2 separate regions of the Ovis aries genome follow, and region 1 is linked to region 2. Evidence: chromatin contacts called from public Hi-C data. All regions are on one chromosome and are shown on one strand. Each heading gives the region's core, a stretch centred on a gene start, on an enhancer-like site or on the middle of the called end of the contact. The rest is flanking DNA. Distances are from core to core; before and after follow the strand shown.

What was found. A called contact is a pair of places that touch in the nucleus more often than the background predicts.
Region 1: a contact with region 2 is called in a Hi-C map of mixed tissues, with 6 times the contacts expected there. The contact joins the enhancer-like site here to the promoter of SCNN1D in region 2. A contact is called at or near these places in 12 of 16 Hi-C or Micro-C datasets (blood, hypothalamus, liver and 5 more).

What each region holds. Positions count from the first base shown.
Region 1 is chr12:50,681,853-50,688,057 of ARS-UI_Ramb_v3.0, reverse strand. No RefSeq gene overlaps it. Among named protein-coding and RNA genes, the nearest start is that of C12H1orf159, 8.7 kb to the left of the region's middle. Within about 2 kb of position 3,672, at least 16 of the 54 cell types and tissues checked have an H3K27ac peak or open chromatin away from gene starts, as enhancers often do.
Region 2 is chr12:50,553,393-50,558,729 of ARS-UI_Ramb_v3.0, reverse strand. SCNN1D (sodium channel epithelial 1 subunit delta) reads left to right here and starts at 2,676. Exons shown (of 12, transcript XM_042229360.2): 1 at 2,676-2,782; 2 at 4,426-4,805; 3 at 5,335-5,337. The coding sequence starts at 2,747. It overlaps UBE2J2 (ubiquitin conjugating enzyme E2 J2), which reads right to left and starts at 571. Exons shown (of 7, transcript XM_042229363.1): 1 at 315-571. The coding sequence starts at 392.

The DNA.
Region 1 (6,205 bases), core at 2,423-4,922, 130 kb before region 2:
CTCCTGACTCTGAGGGCCCTGGGCCCTGCACCTGGGAGTCACTGTCCTTGGTTGCCTGATGTCCAGTGCCTCGAGGGCAGTCATCTGAATCTTGTCTGAGTTTTAGCTGGTTGGGGGAGAGGTGATTGGTCCCTGTGACGCCCTCTGGCCAGGAGCGGAAGCCTGTCTCTATTTTTGTTTTTAATCTTGATTACACCTTTTCCTTCCAAACTCCCAATTCCTATTCCTTAGGGAAAACAGCACCCTGAATGTGTGTTGTGGTCCCCCTTGTCACCCCCCTCCTTCAACAATACACGTGAAAGTTATGCTGACTTTTGGGGTCAGCCTCGTGTCGGTGGTCAGATGTTTGCTCTGTGTAGCACCGTGCTGGACGCACCCCCGGCGGCCCCCACACAGGCCTGTCTCCTGGCAGCTGTGTCCAGCACCACACCATCAGGGGCATGGAGTGCCACTCCCTGCTCCAGAAGGCAGGCAGGCAGGGGCTCACCTGGCCCCCTCCCAGGGCAAGAGGGGCCCAGCAAGGCCTGGGCAGTGGTGCTGGGGGTGGGGGCACATCCTGAACAAGTCAGGTGGGTGTCTGCGGGCGGTGGTCCCATGTGGCCCAGACAACCCTGAGAAAGATGTTCTGGGACTTTCTGAGGAGCCCCTGAACTGCATGGTCCCGGTCCTGTTAGGCTGGTGGGGAATACAAGGACATCTCTGAGGAGCCCATCAGGTTGAAGGATAATTTCCAGGATAAAGTGGAAAAATATGTTTACTCTCTTAAGGGCCACAAAAATATGAAATCCCCTACAGCAGTCATGTGGGGGAGGCTCCATGAAGACCACAGGGAGCAATGTGGGATGCCAAGGTCAGTGATGGATCTAGCCAGCATCCCCTAGAAATCTCTGGGGTCAAGGTTACTGCCTGGGCTGAGAGCAGACTTCCCGTGAGTGAACACCTCCCCACTGGGGGGTTTTCATTCCGTGTAGGGACGGCTACAAGACGCAAAGACTCAGGCACTGTTATTTATTTGTGTTGAAGGGAAATCAGTGAACATTTTGTGTTTGCCATGCAAAAATCTTTTCCTGTTCAGACGGTCAGCTTTGCGACTGAATCATCCTTCAAGTGGAGAAGGCAATGGCACCCCACTCTAGTACTCTTGCCTGGAAAATCCCATGGGCAGAGGAGCCTGGTAGGCTGCAGTCCACGGGGTTGCTAAGAGTCGGACACGACTGAACGTCTTCACTTTCACTTTTCACTTTCATGCATTGGAGAAGGAAATGGCAACTCACTCCAGTGTTCTTGCCTGGAGAATCCCAGGGATGGGGGAGCCTCGTAGGCTGCCATCTATGGGGTCATACAGAGTTGGACATGACTGAAGTGACTTAGTAGCAGCAGCAGCATCCTTCAAGAGAGGAAATTATTTACATTTGTTTCTTTAAGATGAAATCCTACAATCCTACTAAACTTACGTTAAGTGTTGAAAGTTTAAGAGAGTTTTTGGAATAACCTACATATAAATTTAATTAAAATAGGTATCTGTCGATTATTTAATTGGGAGGATTTTGTTAATTCAGATGAAAAGGAAATAGAATGTCAAGAATTCCCTGGCAGTCCAGTAGTTAGGACTCAGCGCTTTCACTGCTGGGGCCCGAGTTCAAGCTCTGGTCAAGGAACTAAGATCCCACAAGCCGTGCTGCACAGCCAAAGAAAGAATAGGAGAGAGAGAGAAGGAAATAGAATATATTACATTTGCAAATAGTTTAAAATATTAGAAGGTGGGTAAGAGACATTTCACTGAAAAGGAGTACAGATGGCAGAAAAGTACTTGTGAAGATGCTCAGCACCATTTGCCATCAGAGAAATGCAAGCTAAAACAACAGAAGCTACCACCACTCACCCATCAGAATGGCTAAGATTAAACATAGTGACAACACTGATGCTGTCAAGGCTCCAGAGACCTGGATCACTCTTGCAGTGCTGGGAACGTGTAAAGGGGCAGGCCCTGAAAGACTGACTGACAATTTCTCATCAACCGAACATTACCGCGGCAACCGGCAATGGCACTCCTGGGCATTTATCCCAGATAAACGAAGACTGATGTCTACATAAAAAAAACTGTACAGACTGTTCACAGCAGCTTTGTCTGTAAAAGCCAAACCTGGCAACCACCCAGGTGTCCCAGGTGGGACAGCAGCCCAGCCAGCTATGGGGCTGCCGCACGGGGGAGCTGCAGGTGAAGAAAAGCTAGTCTCAAAGGCTCACGTAACCCCCGAAATGACAGAATTATGGAAGAGAATAGACAACAGCGGGGGGGGGGGGGGGGGCGGCTGGAAGTTTCCTTGTGGGGACTGCCCTGTGCCTGATGACAGAGTGCTCCCAGGATCACATATGAGACAAGATGACAATGAAGCAGACAGCCAGCAATGCTGCAGTTTGGGGAAGAAGTTCCTGTCGGGGAATGGGGTGACCTCATTATCTGCCTGCGTCTGGCCTTGACCATCCCAGGGTTTTTGTTTCTGTCTCCTGAAACCCAGTGGCCTTTCTCGTGCTTCGCTTTTCCTGAGAGATGGCTGCTCAGACAAAGGACTCCCAGCCCCTCCACTCATCCTGCTGCTGCAGAGAGGGAGGGCCCTCAGGCTGGGCCAGGGTTGCCCAGAGGAACCTGAGGCACAAACAGCCCACATCCCCACCCCCCGGGCTCCCAGAGTGCCTGTGGGGCCTTTCTGTTGCGTCAGCCCAGGAAGGCAGGTCCCTGGGCACCCAAGGAGCGGGCCTGCCCAGGCTCGCCTCCTCCCACTGTTTCCCGTTCTTGGATGTGGGAACAGCAATTATCCGCTCTGCTCTGGATTCCCCTGGGGGCTGCTCTCCCCTCCTCCTCCCCATTAACAGAATGTTTTCTGCAGGTACTCGGAACCTGGGCAGGCATAGGCAGACTCAGGACCCCCAGCCCAGTGCCTAATGGCCCCCAGGATCCAACCCCCAGAGCCCCTTGGGCCTGTCCTCCCCCTTCTCACCCCTACCCCGCCTCTGTGCAGCCCTTGAGACTGTCCCCCTTTCCCACCCACCCCACCCTCCTGCACCTTTGCAGCCCATGGAGGAGCAGGTGAAGGTCCTAAGCTCTTTCCAAACAGCCCCTACGCTAGGGGAGGCTCAATCATCAGCTAATTAATCGCCTGCAATTAGAAGGAGGACTTAATTGCTGTTTACAACCCTCCACCCCTACCCAGCCCTCCCCAACCTGGTCCACTTCCCTGGGTTGTGGGCTTTGTGTGCAAGTATCTGTGCAGACTGGTGGGTGGAGCTGTCCTCTGAAGACCAGCAGGAAGCCTGCTGGGCCAGGTGCAGGAAGCACAGGCTCCATCCTGAGCTTGCCTTCTGGGGTCCTCACTGCACGCAGACCAGACTGTGCGGTCACCGGTGACCTGGTGAAGGGCTGGGTGGGGACAGCACCTGGAGGGTGCCAGCCTCATGGACCCCGTGCCTGCCAGGCTGACCTCTGGGCTCTGTGTGCTCCCCACTCATGGTTGAAAGCCCAAGAATACATTTGACCTCTGCTGGAAGCTTCTCAGAGCTCCAGACACCAACCCAGCAGGGAAGCGGGTCTCCTGCTTGTCCTTAACAAACCTCCTGCCCGACCACACTGGGTTGGAGCCCCAGGGATAGCGTGTCCCTGAATAGGCCTGTAGATGGCGCCCTTGTCCAGCGGGCAATGGTCTGGACGGAGCCTGCAGCCCACGCCTCCACTGTCCAAGGCCCTCTGACAGTGGAGAGGGGCAGACCTGGGTCTGGACCCTTCCCCAAGACGCAGAAATTGATGTGTTGATGCTCCAGGACTGGCACTGAGGCCCTCTTCCCTGGGGAGGAGAAAGTGACCCTGCCTCAATCTGTGACCCCAGTGCCTCCCCGTACCTGGTGCCCAGAACTCCCCACCATGGCTGCCTGGGGTGTCCAAAACCCTGAGACGCACTACGGGTAGCCCTAGCCAACTCCAGGCATTGGGCCTGCTGCCCACGTAAGGCCCTGCTGCCCACGCAAGGCCCTGCACTGGTCCTCTGTGTCCTCCTCAGGACTTCAGGTGCTGCTCCTTCACTGCAGCTGTGCTCCTGCCCCTCGTCTCAGACCCCCTTCCCCATGGATCACACAGCCCCTCGCTCTCACTCGCGGGAGGGTCCTGGCCAGATCCTGGGCCTGGACGCTGGGGCCTGCAGTGGCTCACATCCTCATTGACCCAAGACCAGACCTCCCCCTACCAGCTGAGCCCTGTGTGGCCACAGACACCCATCCACCAGGACGTAAGAGTCAGGGTCTCCAGAAACACAGACCAGCAGGAGGTACATGGACAGACAGAGATTCATTATGAGGACTTGGCAGTCATGTAGGCCAAGACCCTCAGGAAGTGCAGTCAGCCCACTGAAGGCCTAGAGAGGACGGGTCACTCCTGTCTAGAGGCAGGAACAGCCCCCCTGCCACCCTGCCCTTAGTGGGGAGGGCTGGCCTTCTTCCATTCAGGCCCTCCACAGATTGGACAAGGCCCACTCTCACAGGAGGGACATCTCCTTTCCTCTGTCCACCAATTTAAATGCTAATCTCATGAGAAATTGCCTGGGACAGGATCTGGCCATGTCCCTGGGCTTCCGGTGGCCCAGCCAACCTGGCACAAAATCAGCCCAGACTCTGACTCACCGTGGGGACTTGAGGCTGCGTCAGAGAGGCTGCAAACAGGGACAAACACACAGGATGAGTGCACGCATGTACCCGTGAAAACTAGGTTGGGAAGCCTAATGATGAACATGTCCCCATGATTCTGTGCACAAGAAGCTGTGGGACAGCAGTGGCAGGAACCCCCATGTGGGAACAGGTGCGCCTGGCCTGGCATTCATAGGAGTTAGGTTGACAACAAATGCGCATCTTTTCAAAACTCCTCTCACTTTACAGTCTTACTTAACCAACCAACTGCCAGTCCATCAGCAAAAGCAAACAAATGCCCGCCAATGGGATGAGCGGCTTCCAGGAAACAAACCAGAAGTGCTGATCCTGACCAGTGCCCTCCCTTCCAGTTTACTTCTCCATGGACACAAGTGAGGAAGGGAGAGGTGGCACGCCCAGGGCTGGTCACCAGGTGGCTGTGGCCACCCCTGTGGGCAGCCTCATGCCGCATCAGTTGCTCTGAGGCCTCCTGCTGTTTTCAGGCACCGTGTTGGGGTTGTCTCATACCTAGCAGCACATGACTGACTCAGTCGGCCTGGACGTGCCTTTTCCTGCCTCGTCCCCTGTTGCTCAGGACAGGCCATGTTCTGGAGGACCTCTGAGGCAGACAGTGCCCCTCCCCACCCCTGTGCACCTCGCGTTCTCAGGATTTCTGCTGCCTTGGTCCTCCTTGGTCCCTGGGCTGGCCTTTGCTCTGGGCTGGGGTCAGCTCTGCCTCCCGTCTGGACGGTGAACGGGAACACAGCCGGGCCAGCATCCCCATTCCACCCGGGTCTTCGAGGATGGCTGTGGGGTCCTCCGGCTTTCAGCCCATTTAATACTTAACCCTGAGCACGAAGCCCCACCCTGGGCAAATATTTATTTGGCAATTAAGGGCTCACCAGGACGAAGGCCACGGAAGGTTCTCACAGGAGGCAGCAGAGCAAACCGCCGTGGCTGACTGTCCAGGAAGGGCTGTCAACATGGGCCTTGGGAGGGGAGCTGGCTGCACCTTGGGGCTTTTGGGCTGCATGGCGATGACGGCCCAGTTAGCAGGAGACCAGCCACGCTTGAGGGGCTTTGGACATCCGTCCTGGTGCAGAGGCACAGGATATGTCCTGGTGCCTAACCTCCATGTACTGATGCCGAGATAGCAAGCCTGGGAGTGTCTGTACCCTGTGGGGGTGGAGGCCTGGAGAGATGCCCGAGGGCAACAGAGCTTCCAGCCTGCCAGTGCCTCAGTCAGTGTTCACCTGCCCTGGGGGCAGCATGGCACCCTTGCCCTGGAGTTAGGTACAGCAGTGGGACCTGCAGGCCCTCCTGATGGCAGTGCCCCAGGTCTTACTCACTGTGGAGGGGCCGTGGTGGGGCCATGGTGGTTGCAGCGTGTCCTGCAGGGACCTCAACCAGGCACTCAAACACCAGGAAAGGGCTGCCTCAGGGCTGCAGCTGACCCCTGTCTCTGCCGACCACAGTGGCAAAGGGACTGGGTAGGGACAGACCCAGAGCTGGCTTCCTCCTGGATTTCAGCCAG
Region 2 (5,337 bases), core at 1,427-3,926:
AGCACTGGGGGAACACTTCCGAGCAGGTGAGGATGGCATTCGGGTGGGGGGTCTGGGTAAGGGAGGGCTGGGCAGCGGGCGGGCCAGCACTCTCCTCACCACCCTTCCTGGTGAGTGGGGTCTGGGGTGTGCCCCCACAGGGCTGTGCCAGGGCAGACGCTGCACTGACTGTGAGACAGGCCTTGGTCATCAGCTGGGACTAATCCAGAGAGGCTGTCGCTAGGCAGATCTGGGGTTCAAACCCCAAAGTCTCACCCTTGACCACAACCCTGACTGCCTCTCAGTATACACCACCGGTCAGTGGGGTTACTAACCACATGACGATTGACAGTGGACTCCAAGCTCCGACAGGTCCAGCCATGGCTACTGGCAGAGGGCAGACAGGGGGCCATGATCGCCACTGAATCTGGCCCACCCGGGGCACCTCAGACAAGATATTACCAGTCACTGCAGTGCTGGCCCAGGCCCAGGGGCAGAAACAGAAGTGCCCATCGCCCCTCAGGCCAGCACCAGGCCAGCCAGCCACGGGGAAGCAGCCTGCTACCTCCTCCTGCTGCGAGTGAGCTTCACTGGCCCTGGCCCTCCTTCCTCATGGGGAGGCTGACAGTCCCAGGCCCCACCTCCTGCTGCCACACCCAGAAAACATCTCAAGCTTCCTTCTCTCCTCTGCCTCCTCCAGGCTCTGCCATCCCCACGCAGGGCGGGCCCAGCTGTTTTTAGCTCGAGGAGAGTTATGTAAGGGAGGCTGCCCTGAGGCGCTGGGTGTTTCAAGCACAGGTGTGAGAGAGACACAAGACCAGACCCTGAGCCCCACACGGGCAACATCACACACTCGGCCCATCTCCAGTGGCCAGTACCTCAAGGAGCCCCCTCCGTGGTGGCCGGAATCCCTGCTTGACACTGCAGTCAGCGCCTGGGGGACAGGGAGGCGCTGCAATAGCACCAAGGAGGCCTCCTACTTGCCCGTGGGCAGGGACTCCAGATGGTCCAGCTCCCCAGGCTGGGGAAGATGCTCCTGGCTCCCAGAATCTGGCACACATGCAGAGCCCATTGGCTCAGACTTCATGGCTGCTGCACCAGAATCCTTCCAGGAACAACTCTTAGCTGTCTCTGAGGGTGGAGACACCCATGGGTGTGAAAGTAGAGCCCAGGGGTCCCATGAAGTGCTGAGTGCACACAGTCTGGAAGGAGGCACATTGATATCCCTAGGTCCAGCTTCAGGGAAAGCCACCGCTTGAAGGCTCAAAGGGGCCATGCTCAGCAGGCTGGGGCCAGCCATCCCTCTGGAGAGAGGGTGGGGGACATAGGGCCCTAAATAATTTCTCTAATTCTCTCAACACACAGCTGTTAAGGAGCAGCCACACGAGCCCCTGTTGTGTGAGGAGCTGGAGATGCCCTGTCTGGTCCCAGACAGTGCCTTCTGTTCCTCCAGTCACTGGAAGAGCCTGGGGAGGCAGGAGAGGGGTCAGGCAGGGAAGGGAGGAGGGGGCTGCTGGCCTTGCTGCCGCTGGACACAGTCTCTGTGTCTCTGGCCTCCCAAAGGTGGGTTCTGGGGCAGCCTCCTCAGAAGCAGGAAGATGGGGCTCTGACGCTGGCCCCATGGCATCGGTTAGTCTCACCTTTGAGTCTCAAGCCTCAAGAGGAAACTCAGCCTCACTTTGTGCTTGAGGAAACGGGCTCAGAGAGGTTGAGTAATTTGTTCAACGTCATACAGCCTATGACTGAGGAAGCTGTGATTCGCACTCACACCTAGATGAGTCCAGGGCCAGCTCTTCCCTGAGCGTGACTTCCCTCTCCCAGAGGTCCCCGGCTGCCATCTGCCCCTTCCAAAGGCAGGAGGCTGATGACCTCACCCCTCCTCAGAGCCAAGCCCCCACCAGAAGAGCCTAGCGAGGGTGGGGGCTTCCTCCCTCATCTCAGCACCCATTTGGGGTGGGCCGTCAGGAACCCAGAGCCTGTGTGGGAGGGGCAGAGGGCCAAGCGGAGGGTCTGGTCATTTGGGATGCCGAGGCCTCTGGCCTCATGGAGCCCTGTTGGATTCCTCATGGGGGCTCTCCAGCCTTTCACACACTGTCTGGCCTCAGGCAACCACTCTGGGGCCGAGGATTTCAGCCGTGAGGTGGTGGACTTGGACCCTGAGTGTGGTGGGTGGCTGGTGCAGGGTCTCTGTGCCTCCCGGGAGGCTGAGCTATGGGCACCACCTGCCCACCCAGGCCCCAACTCACTCCCACAGTAGGTGCCTGTCCCAGGGGCTGGGCAGCCAGCACCAGGGGACACCCGTGTTCTGGGAGTGGAGGTCCCTGCCCAGGGACCCCTGGCCACAAACACCTGTGGTTAGAGCTGGGCAGGTGGAGGCGAGCAAGCATTCTCCCAGGCCAGGTGGGAGGAGAGTGGACAGGGGAGGGGGGCCAGGCACCCCAGGTTCTACCAGAGTGGGGTCCCTCCTCACCTTCCAGAAACCTGGAGCCCCTCAACCCCTGCCAGGGCCAGGCCTCCAGACCTCACTTCCAGGAATGTGGGCAAGAGAGCCTCACTGAGGTGAAGGACCCCCATCCCTGCCCCAAAGGCTTCCCCTTCCGGGACCAGAGCAGATGTGGCTTTCCCTGGCAGGCTCCGCCCCACTACCTCGCCCCACGCCCAGCCTGTTATAAACAGGAGGCTGCTTGGCCAGCCTTGGGCCACAGCCCACTTTGTCACCTGCTAGAACTGCCACAGTCACTGCTGTTGCAGCCGCCAGCACCAGAGGATGGATGCCCACGCACAGGGAGGGTGCAGCCTTGAGGTACCGGGCATCAGGGCGGGCCATCACTGGGGTCTCCCTGGCTTGAGGTGGAGGGGCCGTGTCCCCCAGGTCGTCTGAAGCACAGGCACAGGTGGGGCAAGGGCAGAGGCTCCCATCCACGCCTTTGTCATGCACCCCCACTGACAGAGGGCTTGCTGTGTGTGAGAGGAGGAGTGTGTGTGTCTGTGCACAGCTGTGTGCGTGCGTGTACTGCGTGAAGGAGCGGTGCACCCCCACTCCTGCCGTGGCTGAGGTGTCAGGGAACCCCCCCCCCCCATCTCAGGAAGCCACCCTCCTCCTGCCTGGCAGTCCCAGCCAGGGTGGGAGGTGGCCAATCTGGAAACATGGTTACTGGAGTTGGAAAGAATCTTCTGGACACCCTTTTCCCTCGCCTGTATCATGAAGCTGAAGGTCCTGCTGCCCTGTGAGGGTTCCATGTGGTCACACCTGTGTGGGCAGCACTCTGCCACAGGGGGCCCACCAGCAGCACCCATGCTGGCACATTCTCCTGGCCTGGCCACCTCCACAAACCTGAGGCCTGGGCTGACCACCCCCACCTCCTACCTGGGCCCCAGGCAGCTGGTGGGCACTGGGGGTCCAGGCCAGCATGTGCTGGCTGAGACATACCAGGCCCTTCCTTGGCTCAGGCCCTCCCCAGGCATCGGCCCAGGCCCAGTTGCCTAGAGGGGCCAGAACCCAGGAGGCTACACCCCAGGTGCGAGAGGCCTAATGATTCAGACCAAGATGGGGACACTCTGGAAAGTCTGTAGGAAGCCCAGGCAGTGACTCAGTGCATGTCCCGGGCCAGCCAGCCTGACCTGGTCAGGGCCCCACGGCCCTGTGCACTGAGGGACCAAGGTCCCAGGATGCTAGAGCCTCCAGGTGGGAGTAGGGCCAGGCAGGCCTCAGGTCGACCTCCCTGGAGCCCTCAGGTCCCCACCATGTCTGGCCAGACTGCTGCCTACTTTCTGGAAGCCCAAGGCCCACAAACGGAGCATCCCCAGACTCAGCTCAGTGGACAACACCCCCACATAGGCCCACAGTGCCCAATAGGCTACAGGCCTGACCCTTGGCCCAGATGTGGCTGGACTTGTGTGGCTCCATTGGCCCCAATCCAGCATGGCCATGCTGGCCACTGAGGGTTGTTGGAGGCTGTTGGGGCCCAGGGTTCAGTCAACCCCCAATGCTGGGCCCTAGGCCCACTCAGAGCAGGTCACCTGGTTGTCCCTCACCAGAGGCCCCTGCCCCACTTGGCAGATGGCAGCAGAGACCCACCCAAGCCTCCAGCCTCGAGCCACCTTCAAACAAGGCCTGGCGTAGCCTAGAGCCTATGTCCCCTGCTGTCCCTGCGCCGCCACCCAGGCTCGGCTCTGGCCATGAGACACGCCTGTGGAGGCTGCCTGGTGTCCCGCTTGTTGCCATGGGAGTGGGGGCAACAGAGTTGGTCCCAAGTTATGGACCAGCTTCTGATTGGGTTTTTCTCAAGCGTCAGCAAGCCAGGCTAGGCCACTGGTGGCTGAGGGATGTGACAATTCTGGGAATTCCCAGTCATGGAGAATGGAAGGCTGATGGCCCGGGTGGGGAGACCTGGGTGGGGTCAGGCCAGGTGGCGGGCTGGAGCCCCACTGAGTCTCGCTTCTCAGATGCAGGCTGAAGGCACGGGCCAAACAGTGGGTGATGGACCAGGAACCTGGACGTGCCCCCAGGCATCCCCACCGACACTGCCTGAGGAGGAACATGGAGAGAGGCTGGTAGAACTGCACACCTCCTTCAGGGAGCTGGTCACCTTCTTTTGCACCAATTCCACTATCCACGGCACCATCCGCCTTGTTTGCTCCAGCCAGAACCGCCTCAAGACAGCCTCCTGGGGGCTGCTGCTGGCAGGAGCCCTGGGCGTGCTCTACTGGCAGTTCGCACTCCTCTTCGAGCAGTACTGGCGTTACCCGGTCATCATGACAGTGTCCGTGCACTCGGAGCGCAAGCTCTTCCCATCGGTCACTCTGTGTGACATGAACCCACACCGGTGAGGGCTGGTCCAGCCTGGGGGCCCCTCCCCTGGTGCAGTCACAGCAGGACAACCCACCTCTTTCTGCTCTGTGCCCCAGAGGCAGGGCTAAAGGACAAGAAGAATAAGCTGAGTGTTACTGTGACCAGTGCCAGGTTGGAGGGACCTTCAGGAGTTAGGCAGCCCAGGAAGGGGAGGGGAGGAGAGCCAGAGGCTTTCCAGAAGAGCAGGTGCCCAGGAGAGGGAAGCAGGGTAACACTGCAGTGTGGAGTCAGCGGAGCAAAGACAGGGAAGGGCTGTGAATGAGCCAGAGGAGGATGGGGTCCTGGGGGTGGGAGGCAGGCCAGGCCGGGGGTCTGACTTCCCTCTGCAGCCCCAGCTCTGTATTCAGAACCGCCTACTAGGCTTCTGAGGATGGCAGGGGGTGGGAGGTTCCTATCCTGTCTGCAACTTTGGGGTCAGTGCCTGGGGCCAGCTTGGCTCTCTCCAAAGTGCCTGTGCTAAGGGGGCCTGGCTCTGACTCTGAGCCCCCTCGCCCTGCCCCCAGGCC